Regions from separate parts of the Mus musculus genome. Here regions 1, 3, 4 and 5 are each linked to region 2. Evidence: chromatin contacts called from public Hi-C and HiChIP or PLAC-seq data. All regions are on one chromosome and are shown on one strand. Each heading gives the region's core, a stretch centred on a gene start, on an enhancer-like site or on the middle of the called end of the contact. The rest is flanking DNA. Distances are from core to core; before and after follow the strand shown.

Region 1 (2,700 bases), core at 142-2,641, 140 kb after region 2:
CAATGTCTAGCATGCTCTCTAGTTGCTGCCATAGTATTGTGAACACAGAAGCAAAGGCCATGACTACTAGGAAAGGCAGTTAATGGTCATAGGTCTCAGTACTAAATGGCTTATTCTTTCCTAAAATTGTCCAGAGGAAGATCCTGTTCATATCATGTGGGAGCTTCATGCCTAATTCCTTTGCACACACTCCTGTAATGTTTTGCATTTCATGTCCCTAATGTGCACTGAGTTGCTTTAAGTGAGACTCTGCAATACTTCTGCCACTTGATATCTCCCTTTCATCTTTTCTCTTGGTAAGAGTTCACGTTCTCACCTAATAGACCCCGATGAAGAGGTTGTTGCCACCTTAGGCTTTGGATAGTCTTCCAGTGTCCCTTGTCCTACTTCCAGTGGCCTCTTCCTACCTGGGTCACCTTTAGAATCCATCATTCTCTTTCCCATGCTTCTGCTTTGAAAGGAGAGATGTGTCTTGGAAAGTTAAAATCCCTGTTCTAAAACTTTGAGAGTGGCACTCTTAATGCAAGTTATATGGCCATTTTCTTTCCCTGGAAAATAGATCATTATAGAACATAGGGAAATAATCAGTTAAAAACAACAACAGCAGCAGCAACACCACCCAGGGTCAAATTTAACCAAAATTTTTTGAGTCAATAAAATAAAAATAGAAAGTTTAAGTAAAAGAATTTTTCAAATTAGAAAAGGAGGTTTATATTATAGGTCTAAAGGAATTTTCCCTAAAACAGTGCAGAGGCTGTAAAATATATAATTATTTCTCTACTCTAAAAACAATTTATCATCTAAACAACAGAGTAATCCTGGGAAAAATACCAAATTGCTTCCATTGTAATCAGCTTTGTTGTTGTGAGCCATCTCTCTCTCTCTAGCAGCCAAAGGGCTATTAACTTACTGTGAAATTTTGAAGTGCCCTAACTACCAGATTCTGTGAACAACACATACTACACATAAAAGGAAACTTCAACAACTCAGTGCACAACCTTCAGATCTCCCCACGAGGGAATGATAATTGACAGAATTAATGAGAGTATTCGATTACACACAGAGCAATTTTCATCACGGGTAGAGCAGGCCACTAGCCACGAGTCGCATTGTAATGGAGGTCCTCTCAGAAGGAGCGCGGGCTCTTGATTTATTGAAAGTAATCTGTAAATGGTGGTACTATACCTGCTGACTACTGTAGAAATAATTTACAAACATTAATTGCAGGAAAGAGTAGAGCCATTTGCTTCAAAGAGCCCATCAGCAAGCTGTCCTTCCTGTTTTATCAGTAGGCAAAGCTGAGAGCAAATAACAGATGGAAGTGTCCCTCGGTAGCGGCACGGAGTACTGGTGAAATATAGCACAATCTTCCTCCAGTGTGTTATGTTTTTAACAGGGGAGGATCAGAAGCAGAAGAGTCCAGGCTAGGATGAATGACTCCGCCGGATGAAACATCCCTTTCTTCTGGGAAGATTCCTATAGCAGATTGAGCGCAGGCTGTTGATTTCTGAAGCTTGATACAGTGTCATTACCAAAATGCATCTGGAAAAGTCTTAGCAAAGGGGATAAAACCTCAGAAGGCCAAGGGGAATCTGAGGCCTGTTCTAGTCTCTTAATGGGTGGTTAAATTCTGGTTCCATGAATAAGCATGCGAGACACCACAGAAACCACAGAGAAGGCTGCAGTAGACAGCTGTACTTGGTACTCATGTGCAACCTGTCAGAAGTGCCTCATGATGGTAACTAGAGTGTATGAGTGTGTGTGTGTGTGTGTGTGTGTGTGTGTGTGTGTGTATCTTAGTTGTCTGAATGTGGGTCTAAAAACCCTCCTACATCTGTTATATGTATGATTACATTGAAAAAGGTGGTTACTGGAGTCTGGATAGCTGGGTGGAGAGAATGCTGTTTCCCTAATGGAAAAATCTATCAGCCCAAAGTCAGTGACTGTTACTACACAGCTTTTAGGCAGTAAGATAGGAAGTGGTTCTCCATTCCACTAGATCTTTTATTCATGCCTAGTTCATTATCCCTTTTTATAGTAGCGGTTCTTAATGTTTTCCAGGCACCCAGCTTTCCTTTCTACCTCCCTCTCTTTGTCTTTTCTTTTTAAATTCTCCTTCATTCTTTGAACTCTGGGCATCACTGTACAGTCTATTAAGGTGCAAGATCCCTGTCCTGGCTTCCTTTAATAAGCAATACTGTTTCCCCTTCTTCTTGTTTTATTCATTTCCCTTTTTTGTCCTATGCTAAAGGGGAAAATCTCTGTTTATAGTTTAATCTACACACATTGTTCTTTATTTTATCTCTGTGCACTCCTTCATCAGTTCATCTCCTCAATGACCACAACCTTGAACTTGGTTTCTACTCTCACTGACTTCTATTTGGTTGTTACAATGCAAAAGAGAGCCTTACTTCCAAACCTGCATTATTTTTCAAACTACTACCCCTTCTATGGATAGAAAATTCCTTCAAAGATTAGTCTATGTTTCCGGCCATTTTTTTCCCACTTTATTTAATCCTTTTTGTATGGGAGTCTCACTTTCTTCTTGGCCACTCTGAAATTTTCTGCTGAAAGCGTTCAGCTCCTGCCCATTGACTGCCATTGTGATGGCATTAAACCATTTGGCATTGAACCGCCTTTCCCAGCCTGGTTATTCAGGTCTTGGCAGGAAGTAGGGCAGCATGTATAAGCATGACCAGA
Region 2 (2,700 bases), core at 129-2,628:
CTCATTAAATTCAAACCACAGGGACCTGGTGCCGAGACTGATAGCTGAGATGCTTTATTTTCTTTTGGTAATTTTTTATTTTTATTTTTATTTTACACATAAGACACTTGATTAGAAGCAAAACGTTTCAAGTTTGTGTTTAATTTTTTAAAAAAAAAGAAATTTTTTCAATGTAAATATTTTAACCCCACTTTGAAGTTTTAATGTACTTTTATATGTTTAAATTTCTTTTTAACTGACAAAGATGAAAGCTGTGTATGTGAATAGGGTGTAAAGTTTCAGCACATGTGCCCATTGTAGAATGCTCAGAGTAAACACTTCTATCTCCTTAAGATGTCATTATTTCTTTATGTAAAAAACACATTCTTTTAGCTTTCTGAAATGGACTTGTACACTCTGTTACAGTCACCGAAAATTTCCGGCTTTGAGCTAACTAAAAGTTAGTACCTGTTGATTGTAATACATTTCAAATTATAATCAGAATAGCTTATAGATCCAAAAAATATGCCCTGTCATCTCCTTCCTTTCTCCAACTATTATAATGGGACTCCCTTCTCAAGCTCTTGCTCTGTGCGTGTCTTCATGCAATTATAAGTATTGCCTAAGATTCAAAGAGGAGTCTTTTTAATTCGATGGAGCAACATGCAAATGAAGACCGAGTCCTTCTACCTAGTTCAGGAAATCACGCTGTGCTGACAAGAATCAGAAAAAGACTGTTTTCTGCAGTCACTATGATCTTTCAACTTCTCAAACTTAGGTGGTGATCTTAAACACCCTTGTATTACAGGTCTTAAGAAATAATTGTGTCTGTTCATGCGGAGCTGTATGTAGCCACGGCTCTCGTGTGCAGAAACTTTCTGACTTTGTAAATATTAGATTTGACAGTGTTGCTAGGAAACACCCGGGGAAGTAAGGAGAATACAAATTATGAAGTATAAACTTTGCTGTTGCAAACAGAGCAGCCCTAAGGCACTTTCCATTGTCAAAACAGCTGTGAATACAACATTTTTTATGCGCGCCTTAAAGTTAAGAAGCAACTCCTTAAAACGAAGTAATTGTTTTCTGTTTCATTTTCCAACTTCTTTTCTCTCTCTGAGAGCGGAGCTGCTTAAAGTCACCGGGACAGTGTCTATTCCCTGGTTCCCTGTTTACTTCTTCTGGATTGGCTAAGCCCCTCTTTAAGAGTATGCTTTGTTCTGGGAAATGCTTTGGATCCATTGAGCAACCCACAGGCTACTGTTAAAAAAAAAAAAAAAAAAAAAGAGCTGAGTAATGTTGGCGCTTTCTCAAGCTGGAGTTTTCTCATGTGGCTGATGCAAACCTGGAGAATTTGCATCATCATGCAGCCCAGTAAGTTGGTGTGACAGGCGGTTGCTTAAATACGGAGCCTTCCACGAGGAAGCTGAGCTGGTGTGTAATGATAGGGCAGCAGCCGCGGCTGCAGCTAACTGACTGCCCCTGGAGCCGGTGCCACACAGGTGCTCCGAGGAGCAAGAGGAGTAATTATAGAGCCAGCGAAGGCTGAAACACACCTCTGAGTTCTCACCTGTGGACACAATAGTGTAGAGCCAGTCGGTGATAGCAAAGGGGAAGTCACGACCGAACAGTGATCAGTCACTTCTTAGAGAAACAAGTTAAAAGGGTTTGTTTTGTTTTGTTTTATTTTGTCTTGTTTTGTTTTTCCCCCTCTGTTTTCTTTTTCATCCCCCTCCTCTGGTGTGACACTGCCATGGTCAGAAAGCCAGTTGTGGCCACCATCTCCAAAGGAGGTTACCTGCAGGGCAATATGAGCGGGAGGCTGCCCTCCATGGGGGACCAAGAGCCACCTGGGCAGGAGAAGGTAGTTCTGAAAAAGAAGATCACTTTGCTGAGGGGGGTCTCCATCATCATCGGCACCGTCATCGGATCAGGCATCTTCATCTCCCCCAAGGGCATACTCCAGAACACGGGCAGCGTGGGCATGTCCCTGGTTTTCTGGTCTGCCTGTGGAGTACTGTCACTTTTTGGTGAGTGCGCTTCTTCTCTGGGGTGTGAGTGTGTGTAGCTGTGTGGCTCTCTGGGAGAGCGAAGGGTTATTTCTGAGGAGTAAATGAATGGGCAAATACTACAGGAAATATTTGGAATTTTTGTTGTTGTTGTTGTTCAGGTATGTGCACTACCCAAACACACTGTCCACTGTTGGCACAAGACTGAACCCTCTCAGATTCCTTCCTGCAGGCTATACTCTGCTTTCCTGCCTGAGACAGACTCTGGCAGCTTTTTTTTTTTTTTTTTCTGGTTTGCTGAGAGAAGGAAAAAAAAAAAAAAAAACAAAAAACAAAAAAACAAAAAACAAAAAAAACCTAACTTTGATGACCCAAAAAACCAAGCCTTCCTTCCGTGCAGAGGGCTTGGGTTTGTGAGTCTTGTTTAGAGCATAGTTCTGGCAGCTGGCTCGCTGGAAGAAACACCTGTGCGGTGCAGCCAGTGTGGCCTATTTACACGCGGAACTGAACGTTCGGAACACTGTCACGGGCCTTTTACTTGCTAAACAAATGGGTGGCATTCTCTGCCTTTTTTAATATTTTAAATTCGTAGGCTTGTCCGTTTCTAATACTATGCTTTCAGAAGTCCTTGGGAAGATATGTGTTTGATGTGTCTCCTCCGTCTCCATAAATGGGGCAAAGGTTTCAACTTTTTTCCCCTTGTTTTTTTTTTTTT
Region 3 (2,700 bases), core at 51-2,550, 250 kb before region 2:
GAGAGAAAAAATCTATATTTTATGCATACAAGAATCCTTGATCTCATTCATAATTCAGGAAATGCAAATACAAATTGTACACAAGTTTCTCACTGACCAGGTTGATGATAGAAAATGTTCGAATTGACAAGAGTGGATAAGGGTATGAAGACAGGCACACACCCATGCTCATATGCTAAACATTGGTACCATTGGCTAATACTATGCAAGCTGAAATATGCAGGTCTTGCAAGTTCAAATTTTAGTGCTTTGTCCTCTGACTTTATTTGCACGCTACACAAAGTGGTGTGAGCAAAATAGTTCATTGCTCTATTATTTCAAATAGTAAAAGAAAAAAAAATCCATGGGTCAATCCAGGCGTCAATCAAGAGGAGACCAACTATATGAGTTACAGTGTAATCATGTAAGTTGTTATATAGCCATAGAAAATAATGTAGTGTAAATACATGTGCTGTTATGGATCTTCAAGGCACATTGTTAAGTTGAAATAAGAAGTATATTTAAGAATGCCCATGGGTATACAAGTCTATTATCAAATACTGGGGGTAAGGAAAACTGCTGATGCTAGTTACCTTTCAAGGAGTAGTGATGGGAGAGGATGGGGACTGCTCTCTATCTTTGGATACATTTTGTACTATTTTAATTTCTGATCAAAATCATTTGTTCCCAGGGTTGAATACTAAATTCAGTGGTAGAGCTAACTCAGCATGCAGGACGTCCAAGATCCATGCTTAGTACCATACCAAAATCATACTAAAAACCATGTGCTGTGTTTACAACCAGTAAATGAATTATGACTTACTAAATTGATTGCATAGGAATATTTCTTACATCATTGTATTTGGTTTTTGTTTCTTTGTTTCCTGGCAGGGCTGTATTTACTGTGTCTCCCACCTTACCAAGTCAAAGTCAGGAGAAATTTTTTTCTTAGAGAAACAAAGCCATTTGGAGAAATAGAAAGCAGAGAGAATGAATGGGACACTCCAAGAGGGAAAGGCTTCGGGTCAGTAGAGTTCTTTGCTAGTCCCCTCGCATGCCCAAAGGAGAGAGGCTGGGTTCTTGGAAGGACTTCCATGCACAGTGAGTTGAAGCCTCTGACTTGCTTTTTCTCCCGGAGAATGAGCTCATCAGAACTGACCTGTGTGCCACCTGATGTCATTGTGTGCACTGGGTCTGCAGAGCCACATGGCGTCCCCAGCAAGTTGCCACGACCAGGTGGTTTCACAGAAGAGAATGCACTATGTGTTTCTCAGGCACCAAGCTCTCCCACACACCCTGCAGTGACCTTGGGCAAGGTGCAGCAGGCAAGAGGCAGAAATTATATCTTCAAAAGCAAAGGTACGCAGACAGCAGAGACTCAGCAGACACCTGCAACCAATGTCTTTGTAAAAATCAGGCTCTGAACAGGGAATAGAAAAACCAATGGCCCAGGAACAACAGCACACATAGCCACAGAAGATGTCACGTAGAACTACTGATCTCAAGCACACGTCATGGGATTTTTTTTTTAAGGATACTCTGACCACAAATTACAGAATGTACTAGTTGAAATACAATCATATTCTAAAGTCTTTTCACTTTGCAACATGAACACAATTTTCATTGAATCAATCTGTGTAGTGAATGGCTTCATTGTTGAATACAGGTAGGTATTGCTATGTTAATAATAGTGTACCTTCTATAACATTAGGAAAGCTCCCCTCCTCTGCTCCTTCTGATTTCTCTGTAAGCTGGACAGTGAACTGCAGCTTTCATTTCACCCAGCAGGAGAGACAGCTTGGGATAAAGTTAAGTGTCTTGCTTACAACAAATTCAACTGTGGTAAAGGTAAGGGCCATAACTGGGTGTTTGAATTTCAAAACGATCGCTTCTCAGAGATCTCATGGTTTTTGTGGCCCTATTACGCTGTGGCTGAAATGGCCACTATGGCTTTTAATGAGGCCAGAGTACAAGAGGATCAAGCAGATACATGTGTGGAAAACGATTGGATTTTTGTTTTCAGTTGTATTTCTCAAACCTACTGAGAACAAGATTCTTCTAGGTACCTTCTATGTACACAGCAATCTTTATGGTTTTAGGAAAGAACAGTTGAAAACCAGTGACATGACTTAATTCTCTCTCTCTCTTTCTGTCTCTCTCTCTCTGCATGTGTATAAGTATGTGTAATATATGTGCACATGTTCCTGTGAATGTGGCATATGATTGTGCATGTGTGAGTGTGTGCACACTCCCCTGTGCAAGTCTAAGGAGGATATTGGGTGTCCTATGCCATAACGCTCTGTCTTACTCTTTTGCCTCAGAGTCTTTGATTGAGCCTTAAGTTAGAAGGCATCTGTTTTCTATCCACCTCCCAACACACACACACACAGTATGAAAGTTACAGGTGTAGATGGCCCTGTGGGTGTAAAGATAGGAACTCAGGTCTTCATGATCACACTGCAGACTCTTTAACCAATTAGGCTGTCTTTCTAGCTCCTGCTTAATTAATTAAACAAACAAACAAACAAACACAAGACAAAACAAAACAAAAAAACCTTGTATAGGGCCTGCAGAGATGGCTCAGTGGTTGAGGGGCTGCCTTGCTGCGCTGCTGTTATAGAGGACCAAGGCATGATCTGGACTGCTAAAGAAAATCTGCTGGTCCTCACAAGCCTGTGTTTCAAGACTTACTCCAAATCTGAACTTGAACTTTTCTAGGAG
Region 4 (2,700 bases), core at 27-2,526, 220 kb before region 2:
CTGGCTAGGGTTTTGTTCTTGTATGAGTTTTACTAGTTGTCTTGAAAATTGTCTTTGCCATCAGAACATAAACTCACAAAGGAAGGATTTATTTTCCTGTCTCCCTACCCTTACCCCGTACCCAACAACCAAAGAAGCCCCCCCACACCACTGAGGATTTTGACTTCAATTCATTGACTGCTAAATGCGTCATTCTTTCATCCATAGTCAGTCTTCGTTTGCCTAGAGCCAAGAATTATGCTGAACACGTTTACAACAAAAAAGAACCAGAGACGGGGTCTCTAACCTCATAGAATTTAAAATCAAGAGTGAAAAGAAAGAATTAAGCAAGTGTCCATTTCATGCAGTGAAATTTGAATTTCTTATAGCTAAATTTTACAGCATTGACAATTCTTAAGTGACACAGCGAAGATGAACACCCAGAAGCTGAAAATTAAAACGGCAACCCCTTCCTTTATGTGATGCTAGAGTTAAGCTCCCTCCTCTGGAATGCTGTTAATTGTAGCTGTTAGTGCTTTTTCCAAATGCCCTTCCCCGGGCAGGAGCTGTGCTGCTGTTTGCATCTATTTTAAACTTATTAGATGAAACTCATCAATCATTATTATCATGGATCGGCTTCATTTGATCTGCCCTTCAAGGACTTCAAAATAAGAATAACAACTATTTTATCTCACATGCTCAAAATTTAAAAAGAAACCCTTTAGCTCCCAGTAGCTCAGAACAATGTGAAAATGGACTCTCTTGCTAACCGGGCATCTTATCTTCTAGTTCACACCAGAAGTTGTTTTTGAAAGGTTGAGGTGACTGTTACATTTCGGCTCTAAGTCTTAATTCTATGTTTTTCAGTTTGATGCTTTTGAAAAGGATGAAATCTTAAAATATGGATCTCCTTTGAAGTCTGTTGTTACTGTGAACTCTGCTTTTGTTACACTGGAAAATTTCAGAGAATTTCAAGCTTTTCGAAACTTTAATTTTATATGTGTTCTATGAAAGGAAATCTAATTGTCAAAAACAGCGTTTTAGACAGACACTGGCTGTTGTCATGGGAGATCATGTATATGTCGTTCTGCACCTGGAAATATATTCCTGCTCCCCAAGAGAAAAGCTCCTCATTTTGCGGCTGTGTGATGGCGTAGGCATGAGGCTGCGACTTGCTCCGGTGAGAGAGCAGCAGTAGGTTTGGCAACAGTCCTGCCATTTGTGTACAAATCTTGATGTAACAGATGTAAGAAATGAGTGACTTTCAAAGAGTCGTTGCTCTCATTTGGGCCTGTGGCAGCACACAGCAGTGAGCATGTGGACAGAACTGCCGTTATTGTGGTCAGGAAGCTAGAGGTAGGAAGAGACAGAGGCTGAAGTCTCACCATCTGTTTAAAGAGCCAGTTCTTCAACAACCCATTTGTCCAATAAGCCACATATCTTAGAGATTCCACCTCCTCTCAACGGTACTGGACCAGGGATTAAGCCTCCCACATGGGCATTTCTGGGGTCATTTCAAGTCCAGATTATAGCACAACTTCATATCACTGTGTGGGCAAAAGAAGACTTGGTTCTACTAGGTCCATGTACTTATACATCCTGATTTGGGGCAAAAGAATTAGAGTGTGGTTTCATCTCCCTTCGTTTATTTAATTCTTCCTGAGTGTTGGGCAGGAGGAATCTCTTAGTGTATTCTGAAGAGCAACTCCTGTTCATTGATCAGAGTGGAACTGGATCAGACAGCCAGCTGCGGAATAAAGCCGGGACCCTGAGGGAGGGATAAGCTAGTGGAAAAGTTGAAACCACAGAAGAAAGACTTTCAACAGACTGCCTTAGTTTTCCTTCACAGGAACACATTCCAGTGTCAAACTGGTGCCACCCTAGACTGGCTCTTCTTTCAGGTGTCTTGTAAAGACACATTTGTCACCTGGCCTGAGCATTCTGTGTATTTCCCCAAAACTTGAAGGACAAAGCATTGGCTCCCCATGGTAACATTAGATATATTGTGAGACATGAAGAAATAATTATTAGATATAATTTCTACCAATCTTGGCATTCCCATGGAAAACAATAGGAAAATGGTAAAAGATTATAGATGGGTAAAGTATTCTTTCCACACAGCCTCATAATCACTAGCATTAATATTCAAACAAGGGGAGTGTGAGGTGAATTCAGCACGCTGCCATGGTCGTCATCATTCACATCAACTGTTCCTTTTTTCCATGAGGACAAGCAGGGTAACTGTATTTTGTCCTTTGTTTTGTGGATCTGCTGCTGTCTTAGTTAAATTTTACTGTGGTGAAGAATCCATGATTATGGCAACTCTTATAAAGGAAACCATTTAATTAAGGTTGGCTTACAGTTTCAGAGGCTCAGTCTATTATCATGGAGGGAAGCATGGCAGCGTGCAGGCAGACATGGTGCTGGAGAAGGCCCTGGGAATTCTACATCTGGATCAGCAGGCAGTAGGAAGAGAAATATGAGCTGCTAGGGTGAGGTCTGGTCTGAACTTCTAGGACCTCAAAGCCCACTCGCCAGGTTCACAAATTTTCCATCACAGCCACATCTATCCTAACAAGGCCACATCTCCTAATAGTACCACTCCCTTTGGATCTTAGAGGTGCATTTTTATTGAAATCACCACAGCTGTTTTTGGAATAAAAATGTCTGGTCTCCTGAAGAAGAGAATGTACTCTTTTAATTCCTTCAGCCCAAAGAAAA
Region 5 (2,700 bases), core at 84-2,583, 180 kb before region 2:
AATCTAGCTATTAATCAAGTTAGTTTTTAAAATTTAACTTGTGGAACCTTCCATTCCCTAAATTTCAGTTTGTTACTTTCCTTCAGAGTCTCTGTATCTTTACTGGATTCTCTCTATATATCTTTCATTTTGTTCTGTATTTTATTTAGCTCTTTACTTTTATCCTATTTTAACTCATTTAGGTTTTTAATGATATTCTCTGTAAATAGCAACCATTTCTATAGTTTCTTCTTTTAACTCTTTATTCAGAATTTTATCTACCCATCATGAACTATTGTTTGGAGGAGTCACACTAATTACTTACATATTTTTTAATTTGTCTGTATTGGGATTTGTGCATGTAGGACAAGTCATTGGCTGGGAATTTGGTTGTCTTATATTCTTTGAGATAAAGTAATCACTGAGCAATGGGCAGGTCTAGGCTATGGCAGGGTAAAGAATTAATTTATCACAACTATGCTGGCCACTTAAACCACAGTTAAAATCGAGGCACCAGGCCCAGCCCAGTGGACCACAGAAGAAACCATAACCTATAGAAAAAACACAAAGTAATCATGGTCATAACCAATTACAGCCAATGTCATAATAATCTTATGAAAATTAGAAAAAAGGAGCAAAGACATATTGTTAAATCTAATATGACATTAATGAGAAATGGAATGGCAAAACTAAGGCAAGTACCAGAAGAAAAAAAAATAGAAAAAGAAGAGAAAAAGTAAATTGAAAGGATAAGGGAGAAGACGAAGAGACATAGAAGACGTAGTTAAGGATTAAGTAAATAAAAAAGGAATATAAAATAACAAACCAACCAACCCCACAAACCTGCAAACAGAAAACAATAAAATTCTTTTAAAAACCTAAAGGACAAACGATGAAAAATGGAGAAATGAGAGAAAATAAATATTACCGAAGAATGAAAAAGAATTTACAATGGTAAAGACTAAGGGAGGGAGATTAAAAATCAAATATTACACGGGTGTGGTAGCCCGTGTTTATACAGTCACTGTTTAGAAGTTTGGGACTGGGTGACTGCTAGTCCTAGGCCAACTTGGCCCCTTCGAGGAGCGACTTTCTCTGATCAGAAGACTTGACAGGATAAAATGAGAAAGGGAGTAGACATTAAAAAGATAAAAGAATAAGAAAAATAAAACACACAAACAAATATGAGCAACTTTCTTATAAGTATTAAACTGGATGATGGAAAGATACCGGCCTGTGACTAGCTCCTGCTCTCGAGCTGTTTGGCCATGTGCCATCTTTGAGGGCTGACTCTGTATGCAGATTTGCTTCCTCTTTCTCATTCACCGTGTAGACCAGCAACCGGAAGATGTGGCTTGTAGTTGGAGACGCCTGTACTTATTAACTCTGGGCTGCTGTATTGGTCAGATAAGAAGGGGCAGAACAGAACTCTTTCTCCATCTGGTCCAAGTCTCCGATGCCATGCCATTCGGTGTTTGCTCATGGGTTTGGGAGTTGCTATGTGGATCCAATCTTGACCCTCTCCTGCTCCACTTTCCAGGTCTGGAACTTCCCTCAACTCACTTCCTGTAAGTGTTTACTTACTACAGAACTCTGCTAGCTTCCTAACTTGATGGCAGCCGGTAAGAAGTCACCTCTACTCCCAACTATGATGCTATGATTGGGAATATGTAAAATTTCAGTGTTTCTCAAAGGCATCTGATTTCAGGACTGTAGTCACTGTTTTAGCGCCTAGGCATAATGATAGTTACTGAATAAGCCACCACTGGCCTCTAATAGAATGGTTTTATGTGACAGAATGACATATAAAGTTGAGGTCTGTGGGCTTTTTATTTTAATTTTTTAGTTTCCTTCCTCCCACCCTCCCTCTCACTCTCCCTCCATCCCTTCATTCATTCCTTCATTCCTTCCTTCTTTCCTTCCTTCATTTTGTCCTTCCTTTTAGTGGCTTAAACCAAGGCATGTGTTTTCCAGAACACTTACTTTTCCTTTGTTCTGTGCTCACTCTCTCTGCCCTTGGCTTTCTTTCCACCTAGGCTTTCTCTATTCAATTGTCTAAGTTCTCTATTTTAAATTCCAGGCTCCATCTGAGGGTTCCCAAACCCACACAGCCTGCATCACACAAAGGAAGGCTCTTTCTTCTTAAGCCTTTCTAGAAGTACTTCTTGGAGATAGTAGCTTTTGGTGGGTGACAATGCTCTGCTACCTTCCAAGACCCTGAGTCCTTCTTCTTACTTCTTCATTTATTATCTGTGGTCCTTTGGAAAACGGAAGGTTTCCTCTTCTGTAAAATGGATAACATATGTGTCACCTGTCACATAGACACTTAAAGAAAGATCCCAAAGCAACTACTGTATGAAGCGTATTTTGCAAAACTGTCAGAGCCAGAACAAGAATAAGGCTTAGGTGAGCCTAGTAGAGGCTGTTGTAGGAGAGTAATTAAGAGTTCAAGGCCACCCTTAGCTGTATAGAAAGTCCTTGTCTTAAGGAAAAAGAAAGGGAAAAATGATTAGAGAAGAAAAGAAGGCATGAGTTTTGGAGTTCCAGTAGCAAAATTCCTTAAGGCCAGTAGTTTAGCCTTGAGTACATGTCTCCTGTAACTCTCTCTAGCCATACCAATACCTGCTTCCTACTCTAGGAATCTTGAGTGTTGATTTTGTGGTGGGGCTCAGCTGTACACTTTGTTTTCCCTTGCTAAATTCTCCAGATGTTTCTAGAGGG

What was found. Hi-C and Micro-C count contacts between places; a contact is called where the count stands out from the background. HiChIP or PLAC-seq counts read pairs in DNA pulled down with a chosen protein or histone mark.
Region 1: an H3K4me3 HiChIP or PLAC-seq map of the SCID.adh cell line shows a contact between it and region 2, with 22 read pairs. The contact joins the enhancer-like site here to the promoter of Slc7a11 in region 2. A contact is called at or near these places in 4 of 484 Hi-C or Micro-C datasets (double positive thymocytes, myocytes, nephron progenitors and 1 more), 2 of 115 datasets of contacts at active chromatin or transcription factors (the SCID.adh cell line and bone marrow-derived dendritic cells) and 2 of 9 other capture datasets (adipose tissue and pancreatic islet).
Region 3: a contact with region 2 is called in a Hi-C map of double positive thymocytes, with 2.1 times the contacts expected there. The contact joins the enhancer-like site here to the promoter of Slc7a11 in region 2. A contact is called at or near these places in 1 of 39 promoter capture datasets (neural stem cells), 2 of 484 Hi-C or Micro-C datasets (both in double positive thymocytes), 4 of 115 datasets of contacts at active chromatin or transcription factors (the SCID.adh cell line, bone marrow-derived dendritic cells, embryonic stem cells and 1 more) and 2 of 9 other capture datasets (adipose tissue and liver).
Region 4: an H3K4me3 HiChIP or PLAC-seq map of the SCID.adh cell line shows a contact between it and region 2, with 25 read pairs. The contact joins the enhancer-like site here to the promoter of Slc7a11 in region 2. A contact is called at or near these places in 2 of 115 datasets of contacts at active chromatin or transcription factors (the SCID.adh cell line and embryonic fibroblasts) and 1 of 9 other capture datasets (adipose tissue).
Region 5: an H3K27ac HiChIP or PLAC-seq map of bone marrow-derived dendritic cells shows a contact between it and region 2, with 2.1 times the contacts expected there. The contact joins the enhancer-like site here to the promoter of Slc7a11 in region 2. A contact is called at or near these places in 1 of 39 promoter capture datasets (macrophages), 5 of 484 Hi-C or Micro-C datasets (the BV-2 cell line, LSK cells, cerebral cortex and 2 more), 8 of 115 datasets of contacts at active chromatin or transcription factors (the SCID.adh cell line, bone marrow-derived dendritic cells, bone marrow-derived macrophages and 3 more) and 4 of 9 other capture datasets (adipose tissue, bone marrow-derived macrophages, liver and 1 more).

The regions. Positions count from the first base shown.
Region 1 is chr3:50,306,517-50,309,216 of GRCm38.p6, reverse strand. No RefSeq gene overlaps it. Among named protein-coding and RNA genes, the nearest start is that of Slc7a11, 140 kb to the left of the region's middle. Within about 2 kb of position 1,391, at least 21 of the 459 cell types and tissues checked have an H3K27ac peak or open chromatin away from gene starts, as enhancers often do. A contact at or near this core is called in the SCID.adh cell line and myocytes, where this site is marked.
Region 2 is chr3:50,442,291-50,444,990 of GRCm38.p6, reverse strand. Slc7a11 (solute carrier family 7 (cationic amino acid transporter, y+ system), member 11) reads left to right here and starts at 1,378. Exons shown (of 12, transcript NM_011990.2): 1 at 1,378-2,006. The coding sequence starts at 1,730.
Region 3 is chr3:50,688,146-50,690,845 of GRCm38.p6, reverse strand. No RefSeq gene overlaps it. Among named protein-coding and RNA genes, the nearest start is that of Gm40043, 22 kb to the left of the region's middle. Within about 2 kb of position 1,300, at least 11 of the 459 cell types and tissues checked have an H3K27ac peak or open chromatin away from gene starts, as enhancers often do. A contact at or near this core is called in the SCID.adh cell line and double positive thymocytes, where this site is marked.
Region 4 is chr3:50,659,762-50,662,461 of GRCm38.p6, reverse strand. No RefSeq gene overlaps it. Among named protein-coding and RNA genes, the nearest start is that of Gm40043, 51 kb to the left of the region's middle. Within about 2 kb of position 1,276, at least 15 of the 459 cell types and tissues checked have an H3K27ac peak or open chromatin away from gene starts, as enhancers often do. A contact at or near this core is called in the SCID.adh cell line, where this site is marked.
Region 5 is chr3:50,627,129-50,629,828 of GRCm38.p6, reverse strand. No RefSeq gene overlaps it. Among named protein-coding and RNA genes, the nearest start is that of Gm6209, 42 kb to the right of the region's middle. Within about 2 kb of position 1,333, at least 51 of the 459 cell types and tissues checked have an H3K27ac peak or open chromatin away from gene starts, as enhancers often do. A contact at or near this core is called in the BV-2 cell line, bone marrow-derived dendritic cells, bone marrow-derived macrophages and 1 more, where this site is marked.